Regions from separate parts of the Mus musculus genome. Here region 1 is linked to region 2. Evidence: chromatin contacts called from public Hi-C data. All regions are on one chromosome and are shown on one strand. The core of a region is the stretch at or near the end of the contact, and the rest is flanking DNA. Distances in the headings are between cores, read along the strand shown.

Region 1 (4,031 bases), core at 524-3,023, 99 kb after region 2:
CCACCATTGGAAAAGTTGATTTTCCCTTTGCCAGTGGGTATCAGATGGAGATAGCTTCTTGGTTAGGGGTGGGATCCTATGTCCACTTTTCCCTCTCAATGCTGCAAACTGTCTATCTTGAACCTGTGCAGTTCTTGTGCATGCTGCTACAGTCTCTCTGAGTTTATATGCACATGCGTTGTACCTGAAAGACACTAGTTTGATCGAGTCCTCTGTCATGTCATCTCTGGCTCTTACAATCTTTCTGCCTTTTCTTCTGCATGAGATCCCTGAGCCTCAAGGGATCATATACAGATATTACAAATGTAGCCATAGCTGCTGAGAGTGATGTGTGTAGCAGCCCAGTTTCACTGCAGATGTCCACTGTCTCTTGACTTATTCTGATTCCCTCTTTCTATCATGATCCCTGAGCTCAGGGGGTGTGACATAGATGTCTTGTTTAGAGCCAAGCATTCCAAAGTCTCTGATTTTCTGCCCACTGATCAGTTGTAAGTCTCTGTATTAGTTACCACATCCTTTAAAAAGAAGCTTCTCCATTGAGGCTGAGAGGTGCACTATGGGTATAATAAAGATAAGAGTTTGGGAGCAGTTTATTACTATGTCCATTTAGCAGAATTGTAGCACTAGGTTCTCCCCTGGAGCCCGTGACATCCAGAAATGAGTCTTGGGCCCAGTTAACAATATCAGGCATAGATTCCATCTTGTGGAACAAGCTTCAAACAAAACCATAAATTGGTCAGAAATTGGTTGATTGCTCCTACAACATCCATGATGCTATCGTGCCAGTGGGCATATTGTGCGAGGCTAAGCATTGTAGCTCACAGGCTTCATAACTGTATAAGATTGTTGATTCTGTTTCGTTCCCAGTAGTGTACATAAAACCTTAGCACTGAGAAAGCTAGCTATTAGGGATGAAACTTCCAAGTGATTCCACCTTGATTCTTTTGTCCTGTGACTCAAGTATGTGGTATCTTACCATCAAGTTCTGGAGGGTATCCAGGACAATGACAAGAGCCTGTAATGTTTTGGGAGAGGATCATGGGATCCCACTAACCTACAACTTAAAGGGAAGTGACCCATACAAGCAGTGGGATTTTTATGATAATCTATAATGTCTTGAGGAGATATATTGTTTCCCTGTTTTAGAGTAACTCCATTTTAAACTTTCTTATGTAGATATGTACATGTGTATGTATTTGAGTAAGTTTCTGCAGCAACAAACTTCCATATAATCCTTTTCAAGGCCATTAGTATTCATTATCCTGTCCTGCACTCCCTCCTCTTCCCCTTCCCATCCACATACCATTTAACCCTTCCCATTCCATTTTCCTTTCCTCTCCATACTACCTGCATTCTGACTTCTTTCCCTTGAAACAACTCCTCCCCATAGACCCTTCCTAGCTCCCTGATCTCTATGAGTATTCCAGCTTAAACATACCTAAGATTCAAGTCTGGTATCCACATATAAGAGAACCTGTGGATCTTGTCTTTTTGTGTCTGGGTTGCCTCTGAAAGATTATTTCCAGTTCCATCCATTTCCTGCAAATCTCACTATTTTTTTTACAGTTGAATAATATTCTATTTTATATTTGTGAACCACATTTTCATTATCCACTCATCTATGGCTGGACTTAGGTTGTTTCTGTTTCTTGGCTGTTGTGATTAGAGTAGCAAAGAACAGTGATGAGCAGGTATCTCTCTTGTAGGATGTAGAGTCATTTGGAATATTCCCAGGACTGTTATAGCTTGATCATATGGTAGATATATTTCTAGCTCTTTGAGGAACCTCCACGCTGTTTACACTCCTGCCAGCAATGAGGAAGTATTCTCTTTCCCACATTCACACAAACATTTGTTGGCTTACTTTCTCTCTTTCTTTCTTTCTTTCTTTCCTTCTTTCTTTCTATTCTAACTGGGGAAGATGAAACCTCAAAGTAGTTTAAATTTGCATTTCTCTGGTGGCCAAGAATAGTAAATATGTAATATTTATATAATTATACATTTATATTTATATAGTTATATAATTAACTATGCAATATCAGCCATTGTTTTTTATTTGTTTGTTTTTAACTCTGTATGTTATAGACACCCTCTATCATATGGATGGCTGATAAATATTTTTCCCACTCTCTAGACTCCCTCTTCACTGGGCTGATAATGTCCTTTGCACCCACAGAAACTTTATAGTTTGAGGTTTCAGTTCTTAAGAGAACATCCTGTCAGCTATGATGCACACCTATAATCCCAGCACAGGGAAGGCAGAGGAAGACAGGTCTTTGTAAGTTCAAGGTTAACTTGAGTCACAGGGAGATGATTCTATCTCTAAATTTAAAATACAAACCTTTGTTTATCTGTTTTTGAGACAGGGTCTCTCTACATAGCCCTGACTGTCCTGGCAGACCAACCTGGCCTCCCAAGGACTGAAGGTATGCACCACCACACCTAGCTAAAATCATTAAGAAAGAAAGAAAGAAAGAAAGAAAGAAAGAAAGAAAGAAAGAAAGAAAGAAAGAAAGAAAGGAAGGAAGGAAGGAAGGAAGGAAGGAAGGAAGGAAGGAAGAAAGAAAGAAAGAAAGAAAGAAAGAAAGAAAGAAAGAAAGAGAGAAAGAAAGAAAGAGAGGGAAAAGGGGGGAAAAGGGGAAAAAAGGGAAAAAAGAAAAAGGGAAAAAAAGGGAAAGGGAAAGGAAAAGAAAGACGGAGGGGGAGAGAGAGAGAGAGGAAATCTAATATCAACAGAAAACAGTGGCCTATGTAACTGAAGAGTGTAGTCTGTTGTAAAATTGGAGGGAAGAACCCAGATGCTTCTGAGTGCTGGTGCTGCCATGCTGCCAACAACAGGCAACTGTGGTAAAGTTATTTACAACCAGAGCCTAATTTCTTCATGTGTAAGGTGAGACGATTCCATGACAGGATTTCCACCTTCCCGCCTGACATCAGGAGGAGCTCCCAAGTGACAAAGCCTGCCTTTGCCCTTGAATAAGTCCTGTCCACTTCAAAATAATGATGTCTTTAGACTTGCTGTCTAGATGATATTGATGAGTTCTGGATTTGGTAATGATGTAATGAAATGGACTATGAGAGGAAAGGAGGAGCCCATTGTTGGCGGCACTTCCTGTACTGGAAATGTTGGGTCTCCATGTGTGGCATAAGAAAGCAGGGATTTTGCTTACTGTAGTGGAAACTGTATCACAGTTTTCTTTAAAACACAAACTTGTAAAAATATTAAGTGCAAATTAATAGGTGGAAGTAAATTGGAAGCCTGGACACTTTGTAACCCATGGAAACTTCTAGATGGTTCTAGCTAAACTCCCGTGTTTGTAACCCCTAAACCAGCTTTTGTGATTCCCTAGCCAGCCATTTGCCCCATCTCAGAAAAGCCCCATGAAGCCACACAGCGGATTTGGCCTTTCAGGCTGCCAACTATCTCCCACTTATAGCTCTCTAGCTGCTGGTTGCTGATCAAAGCCTCTGACAAAGACTACCATGTTGAAAAGAGGTGAGGTTGGAATCTTTCAAAACCAGAAATCGCCCCCTTCTCTCCTGAGAAGGCCGTTCTGTATAGTAATCAGCAGAAAAAGAGAGTGCGTGGTTTGGAGCAGTTTCCTGACGATTCTCCATTATGATGGTTCTTTAAGGTGAAGAGGAAGCGTGCTGGAGTTAGTTGCTCAGCTCTGTTTGCCTACTCCATGAATACAGAGCTCCTTAGCCAGGACTCTAAGCAACTATTCTGACAGGTTCTTCCTCAGGTATGAAGCCATGGACCTGCCTTTCAATGCATCTCACCCTCTTTACCTCTGATTTTCAATTTCATCCTATTTCCATGACTGTGCAGCCTGCCTGGGCTCCCAGCGATCTCCCAGGAGGGTTGGTTGCCCAAGGCTTTTGAGATGAGCCCCAGGGAGAGAATGTTTTTCTTTGTGTGCTAGAAGGAATCCTTCGATCTGGGAGTAATGGAGTTATAAGCATCGGAGAAACTCAGGCTGGCACCTGTACATCCATCCTGTAAGCATGTCAGCAAAGGTGAGGTGCAA
Region 2 (3,925 bases), core at 774-3,273:
CTGAGCACTCACCTCTCTGACAGGTACACACCAAGAGCTCACACTTATCCTCACCCAAAGCCTATGCAGTTGGTATCTCACTCTTCACTGCAGAAGACAACACACATTCCATCCACAAACAACCAATTACTAGCTCAAGGTTAAAGCATTTAGTAGCTTAAACAGGATTTGAACCGAAAGCATGTGTAGTTTACAGGGGTCCGCCAAAGCCACATCCTACCCAGAGCCTCAGATTGAGATGTCATTTGGAAACAATCTTCATAAATGTGCCACTGCATTCTGCAGTGAGATAGCCCCTAGCTCAAGAGACAGTGTCTTTGGAGGAGCCACTGATACACAGAGACACCACCTGATGGAGGGAAATGCAACAATTACAGCGACTAAGATTGTTGGTCACCCATAGACTAGACAAAAAACAGATTCTCCTTAGTCTTCAGAGAACATGACTTTTTGGACAATTTGATTTCAGACTCCAGAACCATCAGTGAATTTCTGTCACTCTAAGCTACCCACTCCATGATCCCAAGGAATGTGTCCTAAAACCAGGTTATTCTAGGAATTTTGGAAAACAAATGGAACTTACCAAATGCTCACAGCCCTGTGTTCCAGGACCAGTCACTATAAACTATGAATGTTTACGTTTTCTCCCATTATTTTTGACATCCATCCTATTAAATTCTGTTTCAAAAGAGAGGCTGGAAACATGGCTCAGCTGGTAAAAGACTTGCCTAATATACCCAAAGCCCTGGGTTTGATTTCCAAAACCTCACAAACATAGCACGATGGTGCATGCAATGCTAGTATTGGAGAAATGGAGACAGCTGACTAGATGTTCAATGTCATTCTCAGCTACATAGTGAGTTCAAGGTCAGCTTCGCACTTCTTGAGATTCTATCTTAAAACAAGAAAATAGTAATCCCTTATGCGTTTTCTCTCTTGGTTGGTGTGCAGTAAGAATGTTTTTAATTTTCTGCATATGACTCTTTAAATGGTCACCATCATCCTGATTTTAGCTCCTTGAAAACAGAGCAGGTGGAGACCATAACCTATGCTCTTTGGTTTGGAACCCTGAGGCTAATGACACAGCTGGCCATGGAGAAATCCCCAGGAGGTGGCAGTATGGGTCATGAAACCACCAATCCACACAAAACCCCTGAATTACAAGCCAGTGACTCCTCTGGTACAACCAGCAAACCTGGGCCTTTCTACACAGCACTGGAAACAGCAGCCAGATCATGAGAGAGAGAGAGAGAGAGAGAGAGAGAGAGAGAGAGAGAGAGAGAGCGAGCATGTGAGGTGATTGTTTTCCAACCTTGTGTGGTCTTTTATTCTTGTTAAAGAGGAAAGCCTTGAATTAAAATGCTAACCTTCATTTAAAGAAAGCTATGGCTCAGACCTTGGAGATGTTTGTTAGCGATTTCAACATGTCAATATCACCTCGCTATCCTGTCTTCTGTTGGTCTAAGAGTTCCAGGCAGAAACCTCTTAGTGTCAGTATTATTTAGATTTATGAACAATAGTGAGGACCAAAATAGAGAGATCACAGAAGGATGGAAGAAATGGCACATGGGCTCTTTTTAATCCCTTCAAGTTCATGATCCTCTTGGCCTCTGTCTTCAGAATGCTAAGGTCACAGATACACTCACTATGCACCACAATCTATTTCTTCAGTGCTCACTGGCTCCATGAGCCTCAGGTTCCCTTAACTCTCTAACCGCAAGAATCTTCATTTGTTTTAGCTTTGTTGTTTGCTTTGTTTTGTATGTATAGCATGTCACCTTGATTCGCAATGTTGTATGTAGCACAGCTCAGGAGAGAAAGTGACTTAAAAAACTACAAAGTAGAAGTTGTACTTCAGAAATACTGTTTCCATAAGTGTAGTCTAGGTGTGAGTGACTCTTAAGCACCATTGGATTATAGTTACCCACTGTGCCTGTTAAAATGTGGCTTGGTAAGGTCTGCCCTGGGGTTTCTGGTTCAGTAAGTCAAGGGTGGGGCAGAAAATCTGCAGTTGAAACCTACTCCCAGTGCTACTGTCACTGTGATCGATAAGGACCTCAGAGAGTTGCTTAATGGAGCTATGTCAGGACAAGTTGGTACTTGGGACACAAAATTTAGGAGTGTTGTTGTTGGGAAATGCTGTCCTAGTCTTCCTCTCCTGGGTGTTGTCATAGATGATGTCATCATACTAATCATGTCATTTCCAGCAGAGACAGTAGTTTCTTTTTAATTGTGTGTATGAATGTGTCTCTGTGTGGGTATGTGTGTGTGAATGGGAATGCCTGGAAGGCCAGAGATTTGATTCCTTGGACATGGAGTTACTGGCAGTTGTGCACCTCATGTGGGTGTTGGGGACTGAACTTGGGTCCTCTGTGAGAGCAGCAAAGCTATCTCTCCAGCCCCAGCATTTTCTGACTATGATGCCAGTTTCCCCCAATGATCTTCCCTAGTGGAAATGAATAATGATATCAACATAGTCTATAGGATACCTTTAAAGCCTAAAGAAAAGCTCAGTAAAGGCCAGGCCCCTGACTCAGAAAACTACAGGACATGGTTGTGTCTGGGATATCCCTGGGATTTCAACCCCTTGCCAATATTCATTTCTCTGTAGTATTCAGCTATTCCTGATATAATATGTACTTGTAGAGTGGGCTCATTTCTTGCTCGCTGAATGCCTTGGTCAATACTACAAGATACCTAAGATCAGATGACTTATGAAGAATAAGGTTTATTTAGCTCAGAATTCTAGAAGCTGAGAAGTCCAAGGTCACAGCACCAGTATCAGCTCGGCATCATGTGAGGGCCCTCTTGTTCGAGAAAATCTATGCTGAATAATAAGACAGCACAGGATGTGTGCTAAACCAAACATGCTAGCTTGAGTCATGTGTCTCTTCTTTAAAAGGTGCAAACTGAATCCTGGGGGTTCCACACTATGACCTCATCTAATCCCAGATGCCACCCAAATTCCTGAGCATAGGATTTGGAGACACATTCCTATGTAGAGGAAATTTGGGGGACACATTAAAACCTCACCGCCCCTATGTTTCCCCTCACCCCCCCAAATGTGGAGAGCAGAGACTTGACTTAGATGTTCCAGTGGGGGGCCAGTAAGAGGAGTACAAGAATTGGGTTGGGTAAGGGATAAGTCCTGGCAGTGTGTTCTTTTCCTGACCACTTAGGATTTTGTGAGGCACAAAATATAACAGAGACTATTTAATGCCTGCCAGAGTGATTTAAGGAATGTGTCCTCATTCTGTCAAAATAAACACCACCTATTATGAACTCTGAAACCCTGGTTGGTGTTTGAGGAGGGAGGCCCTAGATCCCCGATGCCCTCCTAACCCAATCAAAAGTCATACAATTTAAGCAAGAGTCAACCTATGCCCATGAACATAGAGTTGGAGAATTGACGGAATGTTGCTGGGTGAGACTAAGAGCGAAGATGGTCCATGAAGAAGCAGAAAGACTCTCACTGTCCCCTAAGGTTGGCTGAGGATTAAATAAAGAGGGAAGGTCCGGGTCTTTACTTACAGGCTGGGCTTCCTAACTACATTTTCTTTTGGTCCCACTAACTAGGGACCCTCCCGCTAAGCATGTGTGGACATCATAACGGGGGAGGGGTGGTGGTGACTGGTGACCATCTCCCAGCTTGAATGGAGTCACTCTACTGACCTGAATTTGGCACTGGAGATTCAGATTATGTGACAGAATTTGTCTGCAGTCATCCCTGTCTTTACTGCACTCTGAAGCTTCTGAGTCTGCTACTGTGGCTGTGCACATACCATACAGTCACCCCCTTTCTGTTTGTTTGGTTCAGCAAGTTTGGTTTTTGGCTTTTTGTAACCCACACATACTTCTTCTTTTTTTTTTTTTTTTTTTTTTTTTTTTTTTTTTTGGCTTTTTGAGACAGGGTTTCTCTGTGTAG

The links. A called contact is a pair of places that touch in the nucleus more often than the background predicts.
Region 1: a contact with region 2 is called in a Hi-C map of bone marrow-derived macrophages, with 4 times the contacts expected there. The contact joins two enhancer-like sites. A contact is called at or near these places in 1 of 39 promoter capture datasets (embryonic stem cells), 2 of 15 datasets of contacts at CTCF or cohesin (CD8 T cells and the NIH/3T3 cell line), 49 of 484 Hi-C or Micro-C datasets (8-cell embryo, the AML12 cell line, B cells and 29 more), 6 of 115 datasets of contacts at active chromatin or transcription factors (bone marrow-derived dendritic cells, embryonic stem cells, fibro-adipogenic progenitors and 2 more) and 2 of 9 other capture datasets (adipose tissue and liver).

What each region holds. Positions count from the first base shown.
Region 1 is chr13:63,024,543-63,028,573 of GRCm38.p6, forward strand. The region is part of intron 2 of Aopep (aminopeptidase O); the gene reads left to right. Among named protein-coding and RNA genes, the nearest start is that of Aopep, 62 kb to the left of the region's middle. Within about 2 kb of position 1,774, at least 1 of the 459 cell types and tissues checked has an H3K27ac peak or open chromatin away from gene starts, as enhancers often do. A contact at or near this core is called in bone marrow-derived macrophages, where this site is marked.
Region 2 is chr13:62,925,543-62,929,467 of GRCm38.p6, forward strand. No RefSeq gene overlaps it. Among named protein-coding and RNA genes, the nearest start is that of Gm40981, 9.7 kb to the left of the region's middle. Within about 2 kb of position 2,024, at least 19 of the 459 cell types and tissues checked have an H3K27ac peak or open chromatin away from gene starts, as enhancers often do. A contact at or near this core is called in bone marrow-derived macrophages, where this site is marked.